Linked DNA regions of Macaca mulatta: region 2 is linked to region 1. Evidence: chromatin contacts called from public Hi-C data. All regions are on one chromosome and are shown on one strand. The core of a region is the stretch at or near the end of the contact, and the rest is flanking DNA. Distances in the headings are between cores, read along the strand shown.

Region 1 (6,403 bases), core at 1,390-3,889:
GGTGGAGGGGAGAATGGGCTGGTACTGGATCTGTTTCCAAGGTAGAGTGGCGGGACTTGCTGATGGGGTGCGATTATTGAGGTGCGGAGGAGGGGGTAGCTACAGGTTTTGGGGGATGAGGAGGGGAAGTCAGGAGTGAAGTGTCTGGTTCTGCACACGACCTCCAGGGTGTCTATCAGATGCCTGGTGGAGAAGTAGGGGAGGATCTGTACCCAGAGGGTTTTAACAACACGGGCTGGGCCAGAGGGTGCTGAGAGAGAAAAGAGGAGATCCCCCAGGAGCAGCAACGCTGAGGGCTCAGGAGGAGGAACAGCCAAGAGAGGAGCCCACAGTGTCATCCTGGGGCTGAAGGCTGAAATTCACTGCACTAGCCAACAGCGTCTGGCGATTTTGTGATGAACGATTTTGCTGGCGCGGTGGACTGAAGGCCTGGTAGAAGGGCTTCAAGGGAGACGGGGAAGCAAGAGATGGTTGTTAGGATGAGTTTTGCTGCAGTGCTGGAGGAAGGTGGGTTTTGTTAATGACCTTCCCTCCCTGCAGCCAAACCACAGCAGAAAACCCATCCAGGGCTCACACAGAAGGACCCCCAGCAAAAGCCTCTTCCTGCAACGGGAAGCCCACAAGGTTAGAAACCAGAAATCACAACCTAACACTACCCTACTGTCAGTTTTGTAGGTGACCTTGGGTAGGTTACTTAACTTCTTGGTATTTCTCAGCTTCCCTCACCTATAAAATGGGCAGCACAGTCCTGCCTTTTCTATATGGTAGCTGCATAAATGATTAGGTAACATCACTGATGGGCATTTACGTCCCCAGTCCACTTTCTAGCTCTGCATATTTGAATACTCTAAGTACCTCACAGAAGTGGAACCATGCAGTATTGGTCCTTTTTGTGACTGGCTTATTTCACTCAGCATAATGTCCTCAAGGTTCATCCATGTGGTAGCATGCGTCAGAATCTCCTTCCTTTTCAAGGCTGCGTAACAGTCCACTGTATGCATATCTCACATTTTATTTATTTATCTGCTGGTGGACACTTCGGTTGCTTCCATCTCTTGACTAACATGAATAGTTCTGCTATGAAGAGTTATACAAATCTCTGAGACCTTGCTTTCAATTCTTTGGGGTATATATCCAGAGTGGAATTGCTGGATCAGACTGTAATTATGTACACACACACACATATATGTATTCAAATATGTGTATATGTTTATGTGTCTATGTATCTCTGTGTGTGTACATATATACATATATATATACTTATTTATTTATATATATATTTTTCTAGGAACTTCCATACTGTTTTCCACAGCAGCTGAGCATCTTACATTCCCACCAACAGTGCACAAGGCTTGTAGTTTCTCCACATCCTTGACAGACTTGTAACTTTCTGGTGTGTTGTTTTTGTTTTTTGTTTCGATCCTAGCCATCCTAATGGTTTAGCCATGCTAAGTGATCAGGATGGTCACTATTATTATCAAGTGATAACAAATCAGAATGTATTTTGAAAAAGAATTACATCTGTCAGGATCCAACCAAGAAAACAGAAAGCATTAAAAGGAACTTAGTGGGGGAGATTAGTCACACAGGGGATGGAAAGGCTGAGAAGTCAAACAGCAGGAAGCCATTAACTTTACATCCACCTAGGGCAGAGGACCAAGGACGCAGGGCCACCCAGGGGAAGCCAAGGTGGTGAGGGGAGCTGTGGAGGCAGCTGGAAGAATCTGGAGGAATCGGACCTGTGAGAAGAACCACAGGCAGACATCCTCTAGGAGGCTCTGAGAAAGAGCAGGACACGTGGGTGCGGCCTCGGAATAAATCGGGATGGTTAGCTTGTCAGAGTGATCTGACGATGAGTCAGGACACCTGGGCGTGGCGGTGTCCCGAGCACGAGAGTGACACCAAACACACAGAACAGCAGCACAGAGTCTTGGACAAGGGGCGCGAAGGACTCAAGCATGTTGCCAGGCCTGTGGCTGAAACTGAGAACAGAATAGAGAAGCAGGTGGAGCTTACTGGGTGTCAACCCTTCCTTTATCAACCCCATGGTAAGTGATTAGGATGGTCACTATTACTACAAGTGACGTAACCAATCAGGACGCAACTTTCCCCCCAAACAAAACCACCTGAGTCACACAGATCTCAACTTTTTTAAAAAATCAAATTTTTATGTTGAGATCACTGTTAAGTTTGTGTTCAGTTGTAAGAAACAGATCCCGTGTACCTTTTACCCATTCCTCCATGTTGCAAAACTAGCACAATATCACCGCCACGGTAGACGCAGACAGTGAGGCCACAGGACATTTCTATCAGCAAAAGGGTCCCTCTTGTGCCCCTTTAGAACCCCGCCCACCCTTGCCTTCCAACTATTAATGCTGGCAGGACTTAGCCAGGCCGTAAGGGCGCGTACTCAGAACAAGGAAGAGGGTCAGGCGCTGGGAGGGCGACTGCAGGCGGACAAACTGCACCTACGCCCGCGGTACTTGAGGACACCACAAAAGTCCGCGGAAGAGGCACCTCGGCACTTCCGCGAGCGCCGCAGGCCCTGCCCCTTTCGCCGCGGCCGACCAATTGCGGCCCGAAGGCCGAGCCGCTTCCGCCCGCGGCCGGGGAGGGCCGGATGTGAACGGTGTTTTTCCTTCCTGCCGCCACCTTGTCCAAGATGGCGGACCTCCACCGCCAGTTGCAGGAGTACCTGGCGCAGGGGAAAGGGGGCGGCCCGGCGGCCGCGGAGCCGCTGCTCGCCGCGGGGAAGGCGGAGGAGCCCGGGGACGGGCCGGCGGGGGCGTGGCTGGGCCGCGCGGGCCTACCCTGGACCTGGGCGCGGAGCCCTGGGGAGTCGGTGGCTGCGGGCCCGGCGTGCCTGCCCAGCGTGACGCGCGGGCAGCGGCTGGCGGCGGGCGGCGGGTGCCTGCTGCTGGCGGCACTCTGTTTCGGCCTGGCCGCGCTCTACGCGCCGGTGCTGCTGCTGCGCGCGCGCAAGTTCGCGCTGCTCTGGTCGCTGGGCTCCGCGCTGGCGCTGGCGGGAGGCGCGCTGCTGCGGGGCGGCGCGGCGTGCGGGCGGCTGCTGCGCTGCGAAGAAGCGCCGTCCCGGCCCGCGCTGCTCTACACGGCAGCGCTGGGCGCCACGCTGTTCGCCGCGCTGGGCCTGCGCAGCACGCTGCTCACGGTGCTGGGCGCGGGCGCGCAGGTAGCCGCGCTGCTGGCCGCGCTGGTCGGGCTGCTGCCCTGGGGCGGCGGCACCGCGCTGCGCCTGGCGCTGGGTCGCCTGGGCCGCGGCGCCGGCCTCACCAAGGTGCTGCCCGTGTGAGGACCTCGACCCCGCGCCACTGGGGAAGGACGCGTAGCCAGCGCCGTCGAAGACTGCCCCTGCCGAGCCGAGGACTGCACGCCGGTGCCGGGACGCCCGCGGCGAAGACCCTGCCGTGACCGCCTGTGAGTCTAAGCCGGGAGCGGCTGCTGCCAGGGGAGGCGACCGCAGCGTTGGGAGGTCGTCGATGTCAGCGTTTTGTGCTGGACTTGGCACATGCTCTGAAAACAGATTTTGTCATTGAACTGGTGACAGGATGTGAGACGGTTATAAGTTGCTGTCGAAGTAACTGTGATCTTAGGTTCCGCTGAGTAAAGAAAAAGGACTTTTCTTCGAATTAGCTGCTCTCGTGATTTTTCTCAGGCTGTTTTGTCATTTTAAAATCCAGCGCTAGATGTAGCTTAGCGACGGTAATTTTTTGTTTTGGCTGTGCTAAAACTTGGAAATTATTCTCTTCGGTGCCGGCGAATCCAGAAGGGTATCAGATTATTAAACACCGAATTCAGCCACTGAGTAAGTACTTTTAAAAGTACTTATTTAAGAGTTAATCTCGGGTTTTTTCTTCAGTTAACAAAATCATACATATGGTGCCTTATAACATGAAAGGAAAATTAGTTCTGTATTTCACGACGAAAGCGATGGACCAAAAGAAATTTCCTGCCCCAAGCAGCATGGGATCCAGGAAGGGGCGCGTACAAGCTTAGCGGGCTCTGCGGAAATCCTGCAAATAGGAAGATAATTCTAGATCCGGAACACCTGTATCTGATGGAGACCATGGATTTCTACAAGCTCGAATTATTCCTCATTGTATGGTCTGCTTTGTAAACTAGTTTACAATTTGCAGGCTGATCTTAAGATGCTTTTTATATCTAATTGCTGCTTCCTTCATTTTAGGTTCAGCGGTTACTTTTACCTACCGTAATTTATTGCCAGAAAAGTATGAGCCTAACATTCTGATGAGTCCAGAAGACTACGTTTTGTCAGTAGCAACACACTAGGAAGTAAAATATATTTAGAATTTAAACATTGTGTGCCAGTGGTTCTCGCGCTTGACTGCATGTCAGTTACTTGAAGAGCCACACCTCTGATCAACGCAGTCTGAACCAGGGAAGTAGGTCCTAGACATCAGGACCTTTTTAAAGCTCCCCAGGTGATTCTACGTTCCCCAAGGTTGAAGACCACTTCTGTGCCTTGGCTTGCACAATTTGAAAATAATGCTTTTCCTGAGCTGGATCCCAGTGTTGCCTAACAGGGTGTCTGCCGGGCCGCGGTAGAGCACTGCTGCTTCCTCCAGCCCCAAAATGTATGTTCCTAAGTTAGGTCCCTAAGCACTGTCCCAGCAAGTGACGCAAGTGGCCAACACCCACGCTGTAGGCTTGCAGGCTACCCGCCCTGAGATTTGGTGAAGAATACTGCCTTGTTCCCCGTCAGTAAACAAGGTTACCTACCTCAGGCGGCTGCTAGTGAGGGAGCAAATGCAGTATTTTCAGAATGATTTATTTTTTTAATTGTAAAGACTTGTGCCATTGGCTGTTCTTTCTAGTCACCTAAATTTCTGTTCTCAATTTCTCTAGAACTTGCAATAGTTGGGGGTTTTATAATGTTTTACAATGTTTATTTCTTAAATAAAAACTTTAAAATTCAACATTTCTCAGCTGGTGGCTCACACCTGTAATCTCAGCATTTTGGGAGGCCATGGCGGGAGGATCGCTTGAGGCCAGGAGTTCAAGACCAGCCTGGGCAACATAGTTAAACCCCATCTCCACAAAAAATCTTTTAAAAATTCGCCAGATGTGGTGGCACAAAACTGTGATCCCAGCTACTCGGGGTGGGGCTGAAGTGGGAAGATCACTTGAGCCCAGGAGGTCGAGGCTGCAGTGAGCTGTGATCGCACCACTGCACCCAAGCCTGGGCCACAGCGAGACCCTGTCTCAAACATTTTCTCTCAGTTCAAACATTGAAAATCTAGTTTTTATAAGCTTCAAATCACAACATCTAGTATGTATTCTGACAGTGATGTTTTTAAATGCCATTATGTATTTAATAGATATAATGTAGGCTTCTTGTTTTCTCTAAATGAAATCACTCTCAAAATGTGATCTGTCAAGTCCAGTAGAGCTTAAAGGTAAAATGAAAATGTTTAAAATGTGATCTGGTTATCTGCTTGAGATACTATGTTTTTAAAGTTACAGCCCAAAATAATGAAATTTTTTCCACTGGAATCTCAGGGAAAAAAAGGCTAATCTTGATATGAGTTTGGTCTCTGGATCCGGTTTTAGCTTCATGAAATTTGATTACAGTTTCTCTGTCTTTAAGCTATACCAGTTGGGGGAGAGTGAAGAAATATCCATAACCTAAAGCAATCTTGAGCCTTATAATAGCATGTTTATGGTGGGGTGCTGATTAAGCTGTAATTTCAAAGTTAAAAAAAAAAGTCTCTGGATTCTAACACTGAAAAGCAGTGTATATGGCTGACATTTTCTCCACATAAATCAGTTAGCTTTTGCTAGTTTTTACATTCATGGAGAACCAGCTAGAGTTTCATATACTGTTAAACTATGTCAGTATGCCTTTTCTAAGCAACCACTGAAACTTCCAGCAGCAGCAGCCAGGTCCTGTGGCTCACATCTGCAATCCCAGCACTTTGGGAGGCCACAGGAGGTGGACCGCTTGAGCCCGGGAGTTTGAGAGCAGCATAGGCGACGTGGTGAAACTCCATCTCTACAAAAAATACAAAAAAAAATGAGCTGGGCATGGTGGCGTGTGCCTGTAGTCCCGGCTACTAGGGACGCTGAGGCAGAGTCGAAGCTGAAGTGAGCCGTGATTGCTCCACTGCACTCCCGGCTGGGTGACAGCGAGACTCTGTCTCAAAAAAAAGAAGAAAAAATGAAACTTCCAGCACCACTAAATGTGCCAAATAAATTTGACTTGACGCCAAACTGAAGCTGCCAATGTAATGAAATGTTAAGGTGGCCATAGGACAGTCCTTTTAATAAAAGCTTCCATGTAAAACCAAAATAAAGGTCAGTATAGAAAGTATCATGGGGTATAACAAACTGAATTTTTGGCTTCCAATCCAAACTGGGCTAAATG
Region 2 (6,403 bases), core at 1,116-3,615, 180 kb before region 1:
GGCAGCCACATGGAGGGGGGGGAAGAAGAATCATTATGATACTATCGTATTAATGAGCTAATCTACTTAGCTAAGAAGAATATACGGTCATGACAAAAATAATAGTTTTGAAGTTTAACAATTATGCTGCAACAGTGGGAAGACAGGGGAGAAGGGGGCACATAGGCTAAAATGTCCTAGCATAACAGATCATTAGAGAATGCCTAAAAATGATGCAGCAAGAGAGTGAACGAATTAGGAATACACAGGTAAACACCCCAAACAGCTAAAAGAATGTGAAGTGGGTGGAGGGAGTAAGTCAGGGAACTGCTATTTTTCTGTTACCTCTTTTAGTACTTAACCTATGTACAAGTATTACATACAATTACTTTTTTTTTTTTTTTTTTTTTGCTCCTTTTGTCCAGGCTGGAGTGCAAATGGCGTGATCTCAGCTCATTGTAACCTCCACCCCCAGGGTTCAAGTGATTCTCCTGCCTCAGCCTCCTGAGCAGCTGGGATTACAGGCGCCCGCCACCACACCTGGCTAATTTTTTGTATTTTTAGTAGAGAACGGGTTTCACCATGTTGGCCAGGCTGGTCTCAAACTCCTGACCTCAGGTGATCCGCCCACCTCAGCCTCCCAAAGTGCTGGGATTACAGGCGTGAGCCACCGTGCCCAGTCCACTTTTTAAAAAGTAACTTAAAAACACAAATGAATGGAAAAAAAACTATTTTGAAAGTATCAGGAAAGTGTTTTTTTTTTTTTTTCCGAGACAGAGTCTTGCTCTGTCGCCCAGGCTGGAGTGCAGTGGTGTAATTTCGCTCACTTGCAACCTCTGCCTCCCAGGCTCAGGGCTCAAAGGATCCTCCCACTTCAGCCTCCTGAGTAGCTGGGACTACAGGTGTGCACCACCACACTAATTTTCGCATTTTTTTGTAGAGACGAGGGTTGGGGGTGGGAGGTAGGGGCGTGGCGGGGTGGGGGTGGTGTCACTATGTTGCCCAGGCTGGTCTCGAACTCCTGGGTTCAAGCCATTGGCCGCCTACGCCTCCCAAAGTGCTGGGATTACAGGCATAAGCCACCGCACCTGGCTTAGGAAGGTGTTTTTAAGCAGTGAATGCTTGGAAAACCCTTTGCAGTCATTACAATTCACTGTCCTATGTAAGGAAAAGCAATGAACTCAAAACAGTAAAGAGCTTAACGCTTAAACCATTGAGAACTCAAGTTTTTTTTTAATTTTTTTTTAATTTTCAATTTTTGTGGCTACATAGTGGGTGTATTTAAGAACTTTTGAGACAGAACCCCCAATACAACTAGCACACAAAGGGAAAGCAAACCCCACGTGTTTCCCACACCAGGTTCTGCTTCACTTATCCTTAATCTCAGGTGCCGAGCACCGTGCCAGCAGAGTGGGCCCCATTAAGAGTTTACAGAATAAACAAACAGTAAAGAAAGGAGACCAAACTTCGGTGAGGAAGGTGAGGAGAAAGAGGAACCGTCTCAAGGTGGAAGAAAGGCACAAAAATCACAAGTGCCAGAAGTGCATTCCTTACTCTATGCATGCATCTGAAACATGCGTCCTGCACTTATGTCCGGTGTTGCAGGCAAGATTAAACCACTCCCTTAGGAGTGAAAAGTGTAGGAAGGATCCCCCGCCCCATCGCCCCTTGGATTCTCCAACTACTCAACTACTGAAAACTCTTAACAGAAGATACCTCTCCTTCCCTAGCACTTTGCACACAATAGGAGCTTAATATACGAAAGTGACTTCCCAATTTCAGCAAAAACCTTCGCCGATTCAGAAGAAAGCTTTCCCACCAGAATCCCGTCTCCAACGTTCTAGCTTCGAGGCTTGCAGCCGGTCAGTGGGCTCTTGCCCTCCTCGGGCCGGGTCGCGGGAGGGAAGGTTTCGGGGGCCTCCTTGCCCCCACCCGCGGGGTGCCAGGCCGAGACCCGCCGAGTAACTGCTCCGCCCCCCAGCCCGGTCCCCCAGGTCCCTGCCCCACCTGATTGGTCGCCGCTGTAATATTCCGAGTCCATGGCAGGCGGACTCTCAGCGGGGAGTGTCCGCGCCCCGCGCCGCCCCCGTCACCTCCTTCCAGGCGGTGTGACCCCGGAAGGCGCGGCTGAGTGTTCAGAGACTCCCGCCCGACCGGAGAACTTAACGGGTGCGGAGAGTAAGAAAGCGGCAGCGGCAACGGCGAATGCTTTGACCTGGAAGCGGAGGCAGGCTGGCAGGCTGGCAGGCAGGCAGGCACGCGAGCCGGCGCTCTACTTCCTAGAAGCACCGCTGGGGCCAAAATGGCGTCTGCCCACGACCCTCAAAGGAATGCAGCGCGCAGGCGCCGCAACCCGTCAACCGGCCAATGAGAAGACGCAACAGCACTGACGCCAAGGCACGGCCGGAAAGGAGACTCCTGGGAAAACTGAGCTGGAGCTCGGGCTTTAATTAAATACCTTGCTCGGGTGGATCCCGGTCTGGCCCCCGTGGAAATAACGTTATCGTTTATTCTTTATCATTTTCTAGATTCTGTGTCCGTGCCTTGTTTGAAGAGCTTTTGAGATACTCTTCCGAAAAATGAAGACCCGCTCAAATGACTTTTCCGTCATTCAGCCAAACCACGGTGGTTCCCGTCAGGCCCCGAGGCGCCTCGTTCCCGCCCGCAGTAGGCGAGAAAGCGAGCGTTGCTCCCTGGGACTTGTAGTACGACGACCGCGAGCTGTGATGCGTTACTAACTGGCGCGAGCCACGGCGCCTCCTCTCCCAGCGTCTTCCTCTCTTTCATCCTTGTTAAGAAGCTATTTGGCCAGCAGTAAGAAGTACACATCTTTGCTTCCAGAAGGGTTCCCCTGATGAAACACCGAGGAAGGTGAAGTTGAACTTTACCTGAGCCCTGTGTTCCTAGAAAACAGCGGTGATTAAGAAACCCCTTCGTCTATTTGTGTGTCTGGAACGGCACACTGTGAAGAACCACCCATCGCCACGTGACTCGGATAAAACGCGTGCAGATGACCCCCTTGTTTGCCTGTGACGAGGACAAACAGACCTTTCCCCTTTATTCTGAGCCTGTTAATAAAGCCAGACAGACCTTAAATTCCTGCTGCTGATAATCGAGTAATTAGTTGAGATTAGAACACTCCCCCGACCCCAAACTAGTTAGAGAATATTTTCTGTTCACCTGACTGAAATTTATCCTGATTGCAAAACAATCCCAACTGTCAGTCATTCCACCTTCCTCCCTATAAAAGGCAAAACTGCGCTGCCAAGACACTGATCGTCTCTGGAGTGCTCTCCCTGTTGAAATAGGCTGAGTAAAATCTATTTCCTTACTTGTTCATTTTAGTCTTGGACAGGGAGGGGAACATTCTTGACTTTTGATGGGAGGAGGGCCAGTAGAGGTTTAAGCAAAGATTCCCCAGGAGGTGTAGACATGTAGAAAAAGAGCGTTTTGTTACTACTACAGATATCTGACCCTTCGTTAGCCAGTCAGAGTATGCTGGCAGAGCCCAATTATAGGCTCCTGAAGAGGACGTGGGAAGAGAAGAAAGGGGAGAAGTGGTTTCTCTCTGGAAATTCCCATTTTCCTGCAAGAGAGTTCACGGATATTCTTTTCCGATGTGGTGGAAACAGCATGGAATCCAAATTCCTTATTTTCAGCTGTGGGAATGGCAGCTTCTCAGGCAGTCTTGAGAATCAGAAGAACAAAGAATGAGCAATGCCCGACACCAAATCACTTGATAGAAGATATCAAGGCTCTAAGCCCTCTTCTAAAGGTGAGAGTATACCTGTGTAAATGTAGAGTACACCTGTGTAAATGGAGCAGGATTAAAAGATGAAAATTCCAGGAAGAGTTTCGGTGGAAGAGAACCTTTTAGTTTCACCAGAGATGTAAGTCCAGCAGTCAGGAAAGTGGTTGGGTTATAAACAATGCAATTGCCAGATGATAATTACTGAATTTTAGCGTTAAAACTAACTGTACTGGTGGTTTGGAGAGTGGATAGAAACACTCTGGACACACAACAATGTTCTTAGCTCTAGAAGGCTGCAAAGAAGCATCAGATCTAACTTTTGTACTCAGAAAGTCAACAATTTAGTAAGACAGGACACCTCTTTCAAATGAATACAGAGCCTTAGTTAAAGCAGTGTGTTTATCAGTGGAAACACAGCTTACTGAGAGTTCCCAGAGCTCCTTCCTACCAGCTGGCTGTCCCTCCTGGATGCTGGTAGAGAAATTCTGTAGTGGCACAGATGTGTCTTTCTGAGTCTTGGCTGCCTTACATTTTCAGGACTGCCATCTCCCTACCCCTCACACCCCACCCCAGTGCAGTTGGCCCATGGCGGTGATTGGGAGGCACTCAGAAGAGAGGCTGTTTCCCACACCAAGGGTGCTAAGGACAGAGAAGGATGGAGGGGCAAACTTGCAGCAGTCCACAATGCTTCCTCCCTTAACAGATAACCCAGAGACACTGCATTCCCTAAATGAATGTAAGATGTATTTGGAGACACTCTGAAGACACTGCCATCTGCTGAACACGTAAGGGAGCAAGAGACCAAATAATATAAACAACAGCCTGGGAGCAAGAGACCAAATAATATAAACAACAGCCTGGCACCATCAGAGCTGTAGACTGGGGGCTTAGAGCCCTAGGTTGTGGCCCTATCACTGGGCTTATTGTACTTGGTGAGCCGGGACAAGCTACCAGTCTTCTATGAGCCTCAGTTTCCACATGTATCAAATGAGAGGGTTGAATCAGGTTTCAAGTCCTCTTAGCTTTTTTCTATGTCAAAGAAGCCAGGTCTCTAAGTCTGACCCAGCTTCTTGTGCTTGAGCCACTAGCAAGCCCTACCAGGGAAGACACAAACGAAACTTACTAGCTGTGTGACCTTGAGCAAGTTGCTGAACCTCTCTGTGCTTCAACGTCCTCACCTATAAGTTGGGGATAACAGTACCATTTATGTCACAGAGTTGTCATGAAGCTAAACGCACATATATAATTATATAATATGTTATAATTATATATATTACATGTATAATATTAAACATGATATATATAATATATATATATAAAATGATTCCTGGGACAGAATATTGTGAAATTAAATAATTCAAACTTTTTTTTTTTTTTTTGAGATGGAGTCGCGCTCTGTCACCCAGGCTGGAGCACAGCAGGTTGGAGTGCAGTGGCATGATCTTGGCTCACTGCAACCTTCACCTCTTGGGTTCAAGCAGTTCTCGTGCTTCAGCCTCCTGAGTAGCTGGGACTACAGGTGTGCACCACCATGCCTGGCTATTTTTTGTATTTTTAGTAGAGATGGGGTTTCACCATATTGGCCAGGCAGGTCTTGAACTCCTGGCCTCAGGTGATCCACCCACCTCGGTTTCCCAAAGTGCTAGGATTACAGGCGTGAGCCACTGCACCCAGCCAAATAATTCAAACTGAAAGCTGTTGGAACTTAAATTGTTCTGAGTCTTCAGAGGAATGTGACTATGCAGCCTGAGTCACATGTCATGCAGCTGCAACTTCTGCCGTTTTTCCCCCTGTAAACAATTGAGACTAAGTGGTGCCGGAGATAAAACCCCCTCAGATCACTCCCTCTCCTACAGAGTAATAATGTCATCTCGTTGGGATGCAGCATCCTGTAACCAATCAAATCACTGTAACATATGCACTGTCTTGTGTGGAAAATGTTATAATCCTGCTAAAATTTTTCTGTCTCTCTCTGTACAAGTAAAATTGAACTTCTCCACTTTGGAACGCTGAACCCATTCGTTTGGAGTTGAGGTCTCCTAGGTGGCTATCCGCACACTCAAGTAAACTCTATGTGTAATCATATTTTATGCATCTTATTATTTAAGATTAGCAATATATATGTTAGCTATTATCATTATTATTAGGCATTGTGAAGATACAAAAAACTAACATGATTCCTGCCTTGAGAAGCTTACAATTCATTAGGAAGTACTGCTTTGAGAAAAGAAAATGCTAAGAGGTGAATTGTGTGATGTGGGTAACAAGTACCATGGGAATTAAAAGGAGGGTGAGGCTAGAGTGAACAATCAGGCTGGCTTCTTGGGGGAGGGCGCTTGAGGTGATATTTGAAGGACAAAGGCCGATTTGGATGGAAAGATAATATTTCAATCATGGTAAGCTAACAGTCTACCATGTAGTTATGTTGTTATAACAACATCAACACATTTCAGTGGCTTGACGTGATAATAGTTTATTTCTTCCTCTTGTCAATGGGCAGTGGGGTCAGCGGTGAGGTGGAGGTTGCACTCTGCTCCTAGCAGTCATTCAGGGATCCAGGCTCTTCCCATATTGTGGCTCCACCATTTCCCAGGGCCTCAGAAGCCCCTACTGGATGCTCTGCATGCCACCAGCAGATGGGAGAAGAGAGTGTGTAGAAAGGTACAGGACATT

Evidence for each region. A called contact is a pair of places that touch in the nucleus more often than the background predicts.
Region 2: a contact with region 1 is called in a Hi-C map of fetal cortex germinal zone, with 2.7 times the contacts expected there. The contact joins the promoter of MYO7B here to the promoter of SFT2D3 in region 1. A contact is called at or near these places in 4 of 14 Hi-C or Micro-C datasets (blood, cortical neurons, fetal cortex germinal zone and 1 more).

Annotation. Positions count from the first base shown.
Region 1 is chr12:9,575,191-9,581,593 of T2T-MMU8v2.0, reverse strand. It overlaps SFT2D3 (SFT2 domain containing 3), which reads left to right and starts at 2,639. Exons shown (of 3, transcript XM_028842724.2): 1 at 2,639-3,823. The coding sequence starts at 2,663. The coding sequence ends at 3,310.
Region 2 is chr12:9,750,989-9,757,391 of T2T-MMU8v2.0, reverse strand. It overlaps MYO7B (myosin VIIB), which reads left to right and starts at 2,365. Exons shown (of 48, transcript XM_077956735.1): 1 at 2,365-3,754. It overlaps IWS1 (interacts with SUPT6H, CTD assembly factor 1), which reads right to left and starts at 2,290. Exons shown (of 17, transcript XM_077956771.1): 1 at 1,987-2,290. The coding sequence starts at 2,020.